Linked DNA regions of Ovis aries: region 1 is linked to region 2. A link is a contact called in public Hi-C data. All regions are on one chromosome and are shown on one strand. Each heading gives the region's core, a stretch centred on a gene start, on an enhancer-like site or on the middle of the called end of the contact. The rest is flanking DNA. Distances are from core to core; before and after follow the strand shown. Region 1 holds the start of PECAM1 (platelet and endothelial cell adhesion molecule 1). Region 2 overlaps TEX2 (testis expressed 2).

Region 1 (5,235 bases), core at 2,248-4,747, 240 kb after region 2:
CCACATGCCTCAGCTACTGGGGCCTGAGTGCCGCAGAGCCTGTGCACCGCCTCAAGAGAAGCCACGGCAATGAGAAGCCTGTGCACTGCAGCTAGAAAGTAGCCCCCACTCTCCACAACTAGAGAAAAGCTCTTGCAAAAATGACCAGCACACACACACACAAAAAAAAATGACCAGCACAGCCACAAATAAATAATTTTTAAAAAATAACATTATGAGGGCTGGAATGCTTCAAATTTTATCATTGTTATTGTTCATCAGGAGTTGAAGATTTAACACCAGAAACAACTGATGTGAAGAGAAATTCTCAACTTGTTGAGTTTACACATCCAATGACCACCAGTTTAAAGGAATTCACTGGAAAAGTTCAAGGCAGTTCTCCATGTCAAATCATCCCAGAACGTGAGCCCTGTCTTGAAGGATTCCATGCCAACCATTTCTAAACATCAACAAAATTTTGGATTATCAGAATAATTTTATTAAAGATTTGCTCAAAAATTTATATCACTCGAGTAGTTTTATAGCATAACAGTTTATTTAGAGATAAACTAAGGGTAGTGGAATACATTTTAAAATATTTGATCCATGCTTTGAGTCATATATTTATATTATCCTACTGGTTGTGGCATAATTTTAATAATACCTCGGCATACTTCATACTGTTACTACTACTGCTAAGTCGCTTCAGTCATGTCCGACTCTGTGCGACCCTACAGACGGCAGCCCACCAGGCTCCCCCATCCCTGGGATTCTCCAGGCAAGAATACCAGAGTGGGTTGCCATTTCCTTCTCCAATGCATGAAAGTGAAAAGTGAAAGTGAAGTCGCTCAGTCATGTCTGACTCCCAACGACCCCATGGACTGAAGCCCACCAGGCTCCTCCATCCATGGGGTTTTCCAGGCAAGAGTACTGGAGTGGGGTGCCATTGCCTTCTCCATAGAGGTTTCTTAAGGAGTAAATGAGATGATCAGTATAAAGCTCTTAGACAACAGAGAAGCCTAACTTTACTGTTTGTTTGACTATATTTATTTTTTTAATGAGTACAATCTTATCTATTTGGCTGTGTCAGGTCTTAGTTACAGCACTCAGCCTCTCTGACTGTGGCACTCGAGCTCAGAAGTTGCAACGCATCGGCTTAGTAGCCCCGTAGGATGTGGGATCTCAATTCCCAGATCAGAGATGGAAATCTCGTCCCCTGCATTGCAAGGCAGATTCTTAACCATTGGAACACCAGGGAAGTCCCTGGGTTATATTTATTTTTATCAAGTTTATTGATATGATGAATTTCGGTGGACCATGATAGTGCAGCTTCGTCATGATTTGGGCTCTATGCAACGTGTCAGGTCCATGGATGAACTTTTTTCTTTTTCCACTTGAGACTTTATATCTGATTTGTTATGTAATCTTTGATAAACTATGATCCTTTGAGGGGGGCCTCGATAAGGTACTCCCAGTAACGTTTACTAACAGCCCTAAGAAGAACTTCCTCCAGTTTCCTTTGCTGTCTTTGCTGCGGTCTGCAGGCTTCCTGCCCGAGCTGAAAGTTCCACATGCAGAAATGCCCCAGACATGTCAGCTTTTCTGAAAGAGCCCCCATCCTTCTGGGCATGACAGTTCTCAGGCCAGGATGGATAAGACACTGGTGGGAAACGTCAAAACCAAAACCTCTGATTCCCCTTAGCAGAAATTCTCGCATTGAGAGTTATGCCACCAGAGATTAAACTGGTGGGGTGCTTTTCCACACTCTCCTTTAGTGAGAGAAATTGCCACCAATATTGCCATATGAAGTCACTGAGTGCTGTCTTTGTTGGAAGGGTGGGTGCCTAAGAAGTAACTTTTACTGTTGGAAGGAAATAAAGTCCTTTTACAAACGGAGGACTAACTTTGCATTTTTCTTTTACAAACTGAGGACTAAGATGATTTGCTTCCAGACAGTGGCAGCAGATAGGGAGGAAGTGGGGGTGACGGCAGCCAAGCCCTGGGCTCTGTTCAGACCCCCAGTGGTGTGGGGCTAGGCACGACTGACCACAACAGGCTGGGAACCTGGGGAGCCCAAGCAAGGAGCCCCTGGAGCGAGTTAATACTGGTGATTGGGTGATGTTTCGGAAGAACCTGCACCCAGGCAGGGGTGTGTCTTCCCCATGGAGAGGGCACCTATCCACGAGAACGAAGAGACCGTCAGGGTCAACCCTTCAGGCAACAAAAGCCAGTAACCTGGGAATTCCCTGGCGGTCCAGTGGTTAGGACTCTGCACGTGCACTGCAGAGGATGCAGGTTCGTTCTCTGCTCAGGGAACTAAGATCCCACAAGTTGCGCAGCTTAGCCAAAAAAAAAAAAACAAAAAAACACACACACACAAATAAGAAAAGAAAAAAAGAACCAGTAACCCAAGGGGCCCAGGCCAATCACAGCCCCAACCACTCAGGAACCCCTCACCCCCTTCCCACTCTCCACTTCATGCTGATGACAACAGAACATGCATCCACTTGGCAGAGTCAGGAGAATTCTGGATTGGGTGCAAGTGAATCACAAGCCACTTCGGGGCTGTAATCTAGACACGCTGAGGCTGCTGGGGCCCTGGAGAAAATCCAGAGTCCCAGGTTTCATCCCCAGGAAGCCTGGAGCAGGGCCTAGAAGCCAGCGTTTAACACAGTCAGGCATTTCTGCTGCCACGTTTCTGTGTCTCTCTCTAGACAGTCAAGGTTGCTCCCCAAGACTAAAACAAACTTTCCACTAACTTCCTTCTGACCCAGGCTGAATCCAAAAGGAGATGATCACGTAGGTTTGCATAAAGACAGTGTTGTTGTTTAGTTGCTAAGTAATGTCCGATCCTTTTGTGACCCCCATGGACTATATAGCCTGCCAGGCTACTCTGTCCCTGGATTTTCCAGGCAAGAATACTGTAGTGGGTTGCCATTTCCTTCTCCAGGCGATCTTTCCCACCCAGAGATCAAACCCGGGTCTCCTGCATTGGCAGGTGGGTTCTTTACCGATGAGCCACCAGGGAAGCCCATAGTAGCAACATTTTTTCTTTTACTCACAGTCCACTTCCCTGCCAGCCTGAATTAGAAGTAACCTGCCATATCCCTCTCTGCCTACAAGTGCTCACAGAGGAGCACAGGGTCACACCAACCAGTCATCCCACATCAGGCTAGTCCACACAACTCCAATTTCTTTAAATTCGTCGAAAAAGAGGAAGTTCTCTCTGTGATTCGCTGGTGGGAGGCAGGGAGGCCATCAAGACTCCTTTGCCCTCCTCCCCGATTTCATTCAAGAGAATGTGGGGCTATTTAAACAAGCTGTTCTTTGGGGCATTTTTCTTTCTGTCACATCCGAGGCTCACTTACCATTTTGAAGCTTGAATCTCCAAACCAAAACGTCATGTGGAAAAATAGTTTTCTTGTGTTCCTTTTCTCTCTTTCAGTTCAAAAGGCTGCACTGGATTGTGAAAGACTGAGAAAACCAAATGGTAAGTTTCATTTACTTCTCTGTTGTATTAAAGCCACTTTCACCGAAACGGTGAGACCGTCAGCTTCAGTCATGCGCTGTCGCGAGCAGGGTTTTCTGTGCTTTTTGTTGAGCAGCCAAAGAGGAGAGTTTTTCCACTTTGTACTGTTTAAAATGAAGTGATATTAGGGAGGGAGTCAGAGAATCTTTCCTGAAACTAAGAAACAAAATGTTGAGATTGTTTTTTAAAAAAAAACAATGAAACGGTTCTTTCTTTTTCTGTTGTTTTTTAATTAGAAAATCAATACACTATCGTTGTAAAATAATTCAGGCGACACTAAAAACATATCCTGGGAGACAGTTTATCATCATAGAGCCAGGTTGTTGTGGTCCTAACCTTGTTTCTACCCTTTTCCACCTGGTAGTCTGGGCGCATGACGAAAACCACTTTAAGCTTAATTTCTATCCTCTGTGAAGCGGGGGAAATAAAGGCACCTCCCTGGGAGTGCTGTTGTGAAGACTGAGACAAGCCCTGTCCCTCAGCACAGAGCCGAGTGCATGGGGGAGCCATCAGTAAATGCCAGCCCAGGTCGTTGTTGTTATTATACTGTAAATGGTGAATGTTCTGCTATAAACAGATCCCCTCAGTCCCTCTCCCATCTCTGTGTCCAGGAGCAAACACTAGTAACAGTCCTTTTCGCTCCAATATCAAAGCAAACAAACTCTTCTGTGGCCTGTTCTTTTTAAAATTAACACGTCCCAGACATCTTTCTAAGAGGAAGTTGTAGGTTTCGCTCCCTTCTTCTCAACAGTTGCATGGCATTTCACAATAGGACTTAGTCATAATTCATCGAACCATCATTCCCGTATTGGTTGTTCCATTTTATTCCTTATAGAAACAATACTGCCGTAAACATCCTCTGTGGACACATGAGCGTGTGAGAGTTCACGTAGGATAAAATCCTAGAAGTGAAATGGCTGGGTCGAAGGCCATGTCCGTTTGAATTGTTACAGCTGATGCTAAGTTGCCCTCCTAACACACTGAACTGGTGCATGTTCACCAACGCTGATCACGGACATGGGTTGAGTGTGAGTTTCTCACCCTCTCTCTGGCAGTGGATACAATCAATTTTTTAAATTTGTGTCAGTCTCATGAGTACAGAAATAATATCTGAATGTTGTTTGAGTCCGCGGTTGCCTCATCACTCATAAAGCTGTGCTTCTTTCTCATGTTTGTTGACTATGGAAGCCCTAGCATGCCCATATAAAGGACATTTAGGGATGGCAATCTGGCTGGAAAGAGAGGTGAGGTCTTATCTTGAATCTGAGCTTACATAAGACTGAGAAAATATTAATTGTCCAGATCAAAGTGTAGATTGCTGGCGTTTTTGAGGGGTCTAAACCCCTCCTCCACCCAAGCCATCCCTGGAACACTGTTTCTTTTTTTTTTTTTAAACACTACTTCTTCTCCTGGGAATTACCTATTCATATTATTTGACCATTTTTTGATTGTCTTTTCCTTATTAATTTGCTATTGGTTTATGTATATTAGGGCTTCCCTGGTAGCTCAGATGGTAAAGAATCTGCCTGCAATGCAGGAGACCTGGGTTCCATCACTGGGTTGGGAAGATCCCCTGGATAAAGAAATGGCAACCCACTCCAGTATTCTTGCCTGGAGAATCCCATGGACAAGAGGAGCCTGGGCAGGCTACAGTCCATGGAGTCCCAAAGAGTCAGACATGGCTGACGACTAACACATTTATCTTACATATATTAAAAGAATCCTAT
Region 2 (4,585 bases), core at 446-2,945:
GATTTGGGGTCTCGAATTTTAAGCCACTGGCTTTGAATTATTAATGCAAAACCCATTCACTCAAAGTAAAGGAGGGAGGAAGACCAGAGAAGGAAGAGGCGATGCAAAGCTCACGCCCAAATTGGGGCCCTGACCACCCCCCCACCCCGGGAGACTCCAGAAGCTGGGTCCACTCACCCCTCAGCCCCTGGGAGGAGCGGTTTGTCTCCGGCGCTGGGCTCTGGTGCATCGTCTTCGTCGGAGGAGCCAGCACTGGAGGACTCCTCGTCGCTGTCGGCCAGACAGAAGGCCCTGGGCCTGCAACTGATCAGGGCAGAGTCACCAGGCTGCCCGCCCAGCGCAGGCTCTGCTTAGGAAGAGCACGCGCTCCACCGCCACCATGGTGGCAGCACTCCCCGCTCCCCCTCACCCAGACAGAGGAGGCCTAACCCAGAATCCTCGGGTGGGCCTGGTCCCCTAGGAGACCCTTCAGCGCCCAGTCCCGGGCAGAACCGCCGAGGGCTTGCGCCGGGAGGGTTGGATTCTGTGCATGCGTCAGAAAGACAGGCGGTCAGAGTGTGATGCGGTCCACACAAAATGCAGTGATCTCATCCACACAAAATGCAGTGATCTCGTCAACAGTGCAGAGCAGCCAATGGGCGGTGAGTGGAACGAATGAAGATTGCATGGGTGACGGGACAGCTCATGTTAGTGAGTGACCACCTCATGGATGACGGGGTTGTTCAGGCAAGTCCTCTGACACTGGCTGAGTTCAAAAAAATTGTGCTTTCTGGCTTAGTCATCTCCAAGTGAGTTTTGGCTGGAGACTGCTTCCTTGTGAAACTACATAACCCCCTCTCCTGCCCCAGCTCCTGAAGGTCACAGAAAAAGCCAACAACCAGAGGTACAAATCTCAAGGGATTCCAGGAGGCAACTGACATGGGAAGCCAGGAACCTTTCAGGAAAAGTACTAGTTTATAACTTTTTAAAAATAAAGTAATAAAAAGCTTCACCAGAGAGCAATGTTCCTCATGAATCTTTCCAGGGTAGGTTCTCAGTTTCCAGAGGCCTGGAGGGTCTGGATCACCAGAGTGGCAAGTGATCAAGGTTCCCCACTGAGGGCACTGGAGGGCTCCCAGCTGAGCTCTGGCCCCACAAAAGGCAGCTTCCTCCCTGAAGGGAGGCTTTACTTCCGAGAGGCAGAGAGACAGAAGGCAGGGCCCATCTCAGGCTCAGAGACTTGATGGGGACAAAATGAACAAGGGACAGAACTATCTCTGAACATTGTTACGCTATCAATAGTCACTAAGCAGAAGGTCGGTCTTGTAATTTTGAGGACAAAATCACCAGGACAGGGGAAGGCATCCCAGCTTAGGTCCCATCTCCTGCATTCAAAACCCTCTGGGGTTTTCCTCAGATGCTGTCCTTGGCTACCAGAAGCCCATATGGGCGCTCATCTTTTGGCCAACAAGGGCCAAGGGCACCCAAGGGCAGAGCACACCTGCCAGTGTGGCCTTGAAGGCCCAGCTGAGGTCCCAGCATGGGAGAGGAGGGCTCTGAAATCTCCACCCTGAAACAGGAGCCTGGCTGTAAGAGGACCTCCCTGGCAGGACACCCGGATCCTCCTCAACCCTGTTCTGAAACATTAGAGCCTGTGCTCTAGCCAACAGGCTTGAGTGTGGCGTTGAGAAGAAACTCCCTCTGCAGACACAAAGGCCTCTTGTCCCCAGCCTCGGGGACAGCACCTGACTCTTCCTCCTTCCATCAGAGGCCTGGCCAGTCCAGGAAATGTCCCTGCTGGTCACAAAACCATCTCAGCCCTTTCAATGGTTGGGCGGCCCTCACAGAGCTCTTCTTTTATATAAAAGGCAACGTAGGATTCCTAAGAAAGCTTACACGGGGACTTGGGATGAAGAAAGTCAGGGAAGTAAATCCCCAAAGATAATAATGACCTTTCTCAGAAACCTAGCTTACTTCTTAGGAACATGATGGTGCCCCCCTGGTTCAGACCGCATGCTGCCAGGTAAGGAATCTACACAGCACCAAAGGCTGCCTCGGTATCTTGGACCGCAGTAAAACCTTCAAGGCCACTGGCCTCTCCTGTCCCCACTGGTATTTATCATCTGGCAACCTTCTGACCTGAGGCAGAAGATGCCAAAGGCTGAGCACTGCAGTGAGCTCTCGGGTTCCTGAATTAACCCTCCGCAGGACAGAGAACAGGACAAATTTTGTGGCTTGAAGTTAATAATTTAGACAATGCCTTATCAGTTAAAATAGATCAGATGACATGAAATTCTGATTGCGGCTAAATGGTACCTCTCCTCTCTGCCTGGGGAGCGGTATTATGCAGCACCAACACTAATTAAAAGTGGGGCTAAATGTCTGGCTGATTCAAGTTTATAACTGAATATGCATTTTGTGATCTCAGACTTATGATGAATTTAAGAGAAAGACACCCTGCACATTCTTATATATAAGGTGTGCTAGTACATGATAAGCCTATTTTTTAAAACACACCTTGGGATTCCAGATGAGAGTCATATCCTTTCTAAGAGTCACCTTAAAGGGCTGATTCCAGTTTCACTGCCTCTGCTAAAAATCTTTTTGGAAATGTGCTTGAAGTCAGACACATAGGAAAAGTGAATTATTTTATCACTGATAGTCTGTCTTGAGCCAAACATTTCTTAGCCCCATAATCACTGGCACCTCTGAGTGATGCCTGGCAATTACTCAAATATCTGATTCATCTAGAAAAAGTAGGCTGATTTGCTGTCAGAGTACTTAAAAGAAGGTCACAGACACTAGAGGCAGCTCTACAAAGGAGCTCCAAAGAATGCTTCAAGTGAAGCGTGCATAATTAAACAGCCCAGTGAGGCGACTGCTTGGAGGGAACCACACTCTTGAGAGTGTTCGTTTTCTTTAACAGAAATCAGGCCCATACTGCTACAGATACATGTGCATGTACACCCACAGTTAGACTGAGTCACAGCGTGGATGACAAGGACGCGGTTCCCAGGACATCAGGGCCTCGGGGCGGGGCAGTGGACTCGGGTACACTGAGCAGCCTAATATGGAGGTCGGGGGGCCCCCCATGGGACTCGCACACCAGCCCAGGCTGCCGTGGTAGAGCAGGGACAGGTCCTGTGCCTTACAGGAAACCGCCGGCCCCGATGTGCATTTAAAGAACAGCCAGCGTGCAGAACATTCCCCTTTCCTGACTCACTTAGGTACCCTTCAGGCAATTCCTAAAGTTCCAACCACCCAGCTCACCACCTGAATTCCATTTTGAGCGTCTTACGGCCCAAAGTTACCATAACTACCGTACACAACCAGAAGACTATCGGGGAAATGAAAAGACTAAAGGAAAAAGTCCTCAAGTACAAAGTGAACCCACATTTCAAAGGGACAGGCCTTCACTAGAGTGAAGACACACAGACTTCTCACCACCAGCCTTGGGGTGATGACGTGAGGATGGAAACAGACTTTCTACGATAGGTAGGACTTCCAGAGGGCCGAGCAGCATCTCCTTGGGGACTTCCCAGGGCACAGTCATTTGCGTGCTTCAAGGGGGTCGGACAAAAGCAGTGAGACCAAGCAGAGGCCCTGCCAGAGCAGGACGACAGGGGACAAGCCCCCGGCTGGAAGTGAGCCTTGGACTGGCGGCCACGAGATAAGGGGAGGAGAGGGCTGCTGCTGGCCCCACTCTTCACACCCGCGGCTCTAGGAGGGGCTTCCTGAAGGAAACCAAGGATCATGTGCCAGCCACAGGTGCAGGGACTCCGCCTCTCCTCTGGGACTCAGCCTCAGCTGGGATTAGGCTCTTAGGTACGGGTGAGCTTTCCAGAGGCTCTCGAAGCTCCCAGATATTGTGAGCCAAGTGGTGTGTGTGTAGGCATCTTTCTGGGGCAAGGATCCAGAACTCTCAGATTCCCAATTGGGTCCTTTTTGCCAAAAAAAAAAGAGAGGGGTTAAGGGTTCATTTTTCCAGGCCTTTTTCTCCCAAGATCAAGTGCTTTGGAATTATATTTGTCTTTGCTTTTAAAATTAAATGTCAGCCAATTACACATCAATATAAAAGTTAATACCCTCACAGGAAGTGAGGCAAAACATACCAGACTCTACTGGGAAAAAAAATGGTACTTTAGATATATATTAAACATTAAATATAATATCATTATAGTCTTAAATCAGAGGATATTTTTCATGCAGTCTAGAGAAGCACTGCTTGCTCAGAAACATGTCCATCCTCTGATCAGCCGAGTTTTATGAACTTGAAATTGCTCCAGGAGAGCCGCATGAATAACAGTGAACGTGGGACGCCTCATGGCAGGGATCTCAGGGACCGGGCCATGATGGGACCGCACCTGCCCACAAGACCCCCTTCTTTCTAGTGGAGCCCCAGCAGCTTTGGGCAGCACGGGGCTGTTTCCCGAAAGGGCTCCCTGCACAAATGCTCCTGACTTGTCTGCTCTGTCTCGCCCCTGGTTAGTTAGAGCTCACTTTCAATACCGCTTCTGCCTGCGGTGCTTGGTTTTATTGGCAGCTGTCTTTGCAGTTCTGCTATGCTGCGGCTGGCCTGATGGCGCTCAGCGGGGCATGGCGCTGG

Evidence for each region. Hi-C and Micro-C count contacts between places; a contact is called where the count stands out from the background.
Region 1: a contact with region 2 is called in a Hi-C map of muscle, with 6 times the contacts expected there. The contact joins the promoter of PECAM1 here to the enhancer-like site in region 2. A contact is called at or near these places in 10 of 16 Hi-C or Micro-C datasets (blood, liver, mesenteric adipose tissue and 4 more).

Annotation. Positions count from the first base shown.
Region 1 is chr11:48,348,070-48,353,304 of ARS-UI_Ramb_v3.0, forward strand. PECAM1 (platelet and endothelial cell adhesion molecule 1) reads right to left here and starts at 3,498. Exons shown (of 17, transcript XM_060395774.1): 1 at 3,348-3,498. MILR1 (mast cell immunoglobulin like receptor 1) reads left to right here. Exons shown (of 9, transcript XM_060395778.1): 3 at 3,425-3,469.
Region 2 is chr11:48,107,081-48,111,665 of ARS-UI_Ramb_v3.0, forward strand. It overlaps TEX2 (testis expressed 2), which reads right to left. Exons shown (of 11, transcript XM_060395772.1): 8 at 178-297. Among named protein-coding and RNA genes, the nearest start is that of ERN1, 29 kb to the left of the region's middle. Within about 2 kb of position 1,696, at least 17 of the 54 cell types and tissues checked have an H3K27ac peak or open chromatin away from gene starts, as enhancers often do. A contact at or near this core is called in muscle, where this site is marked.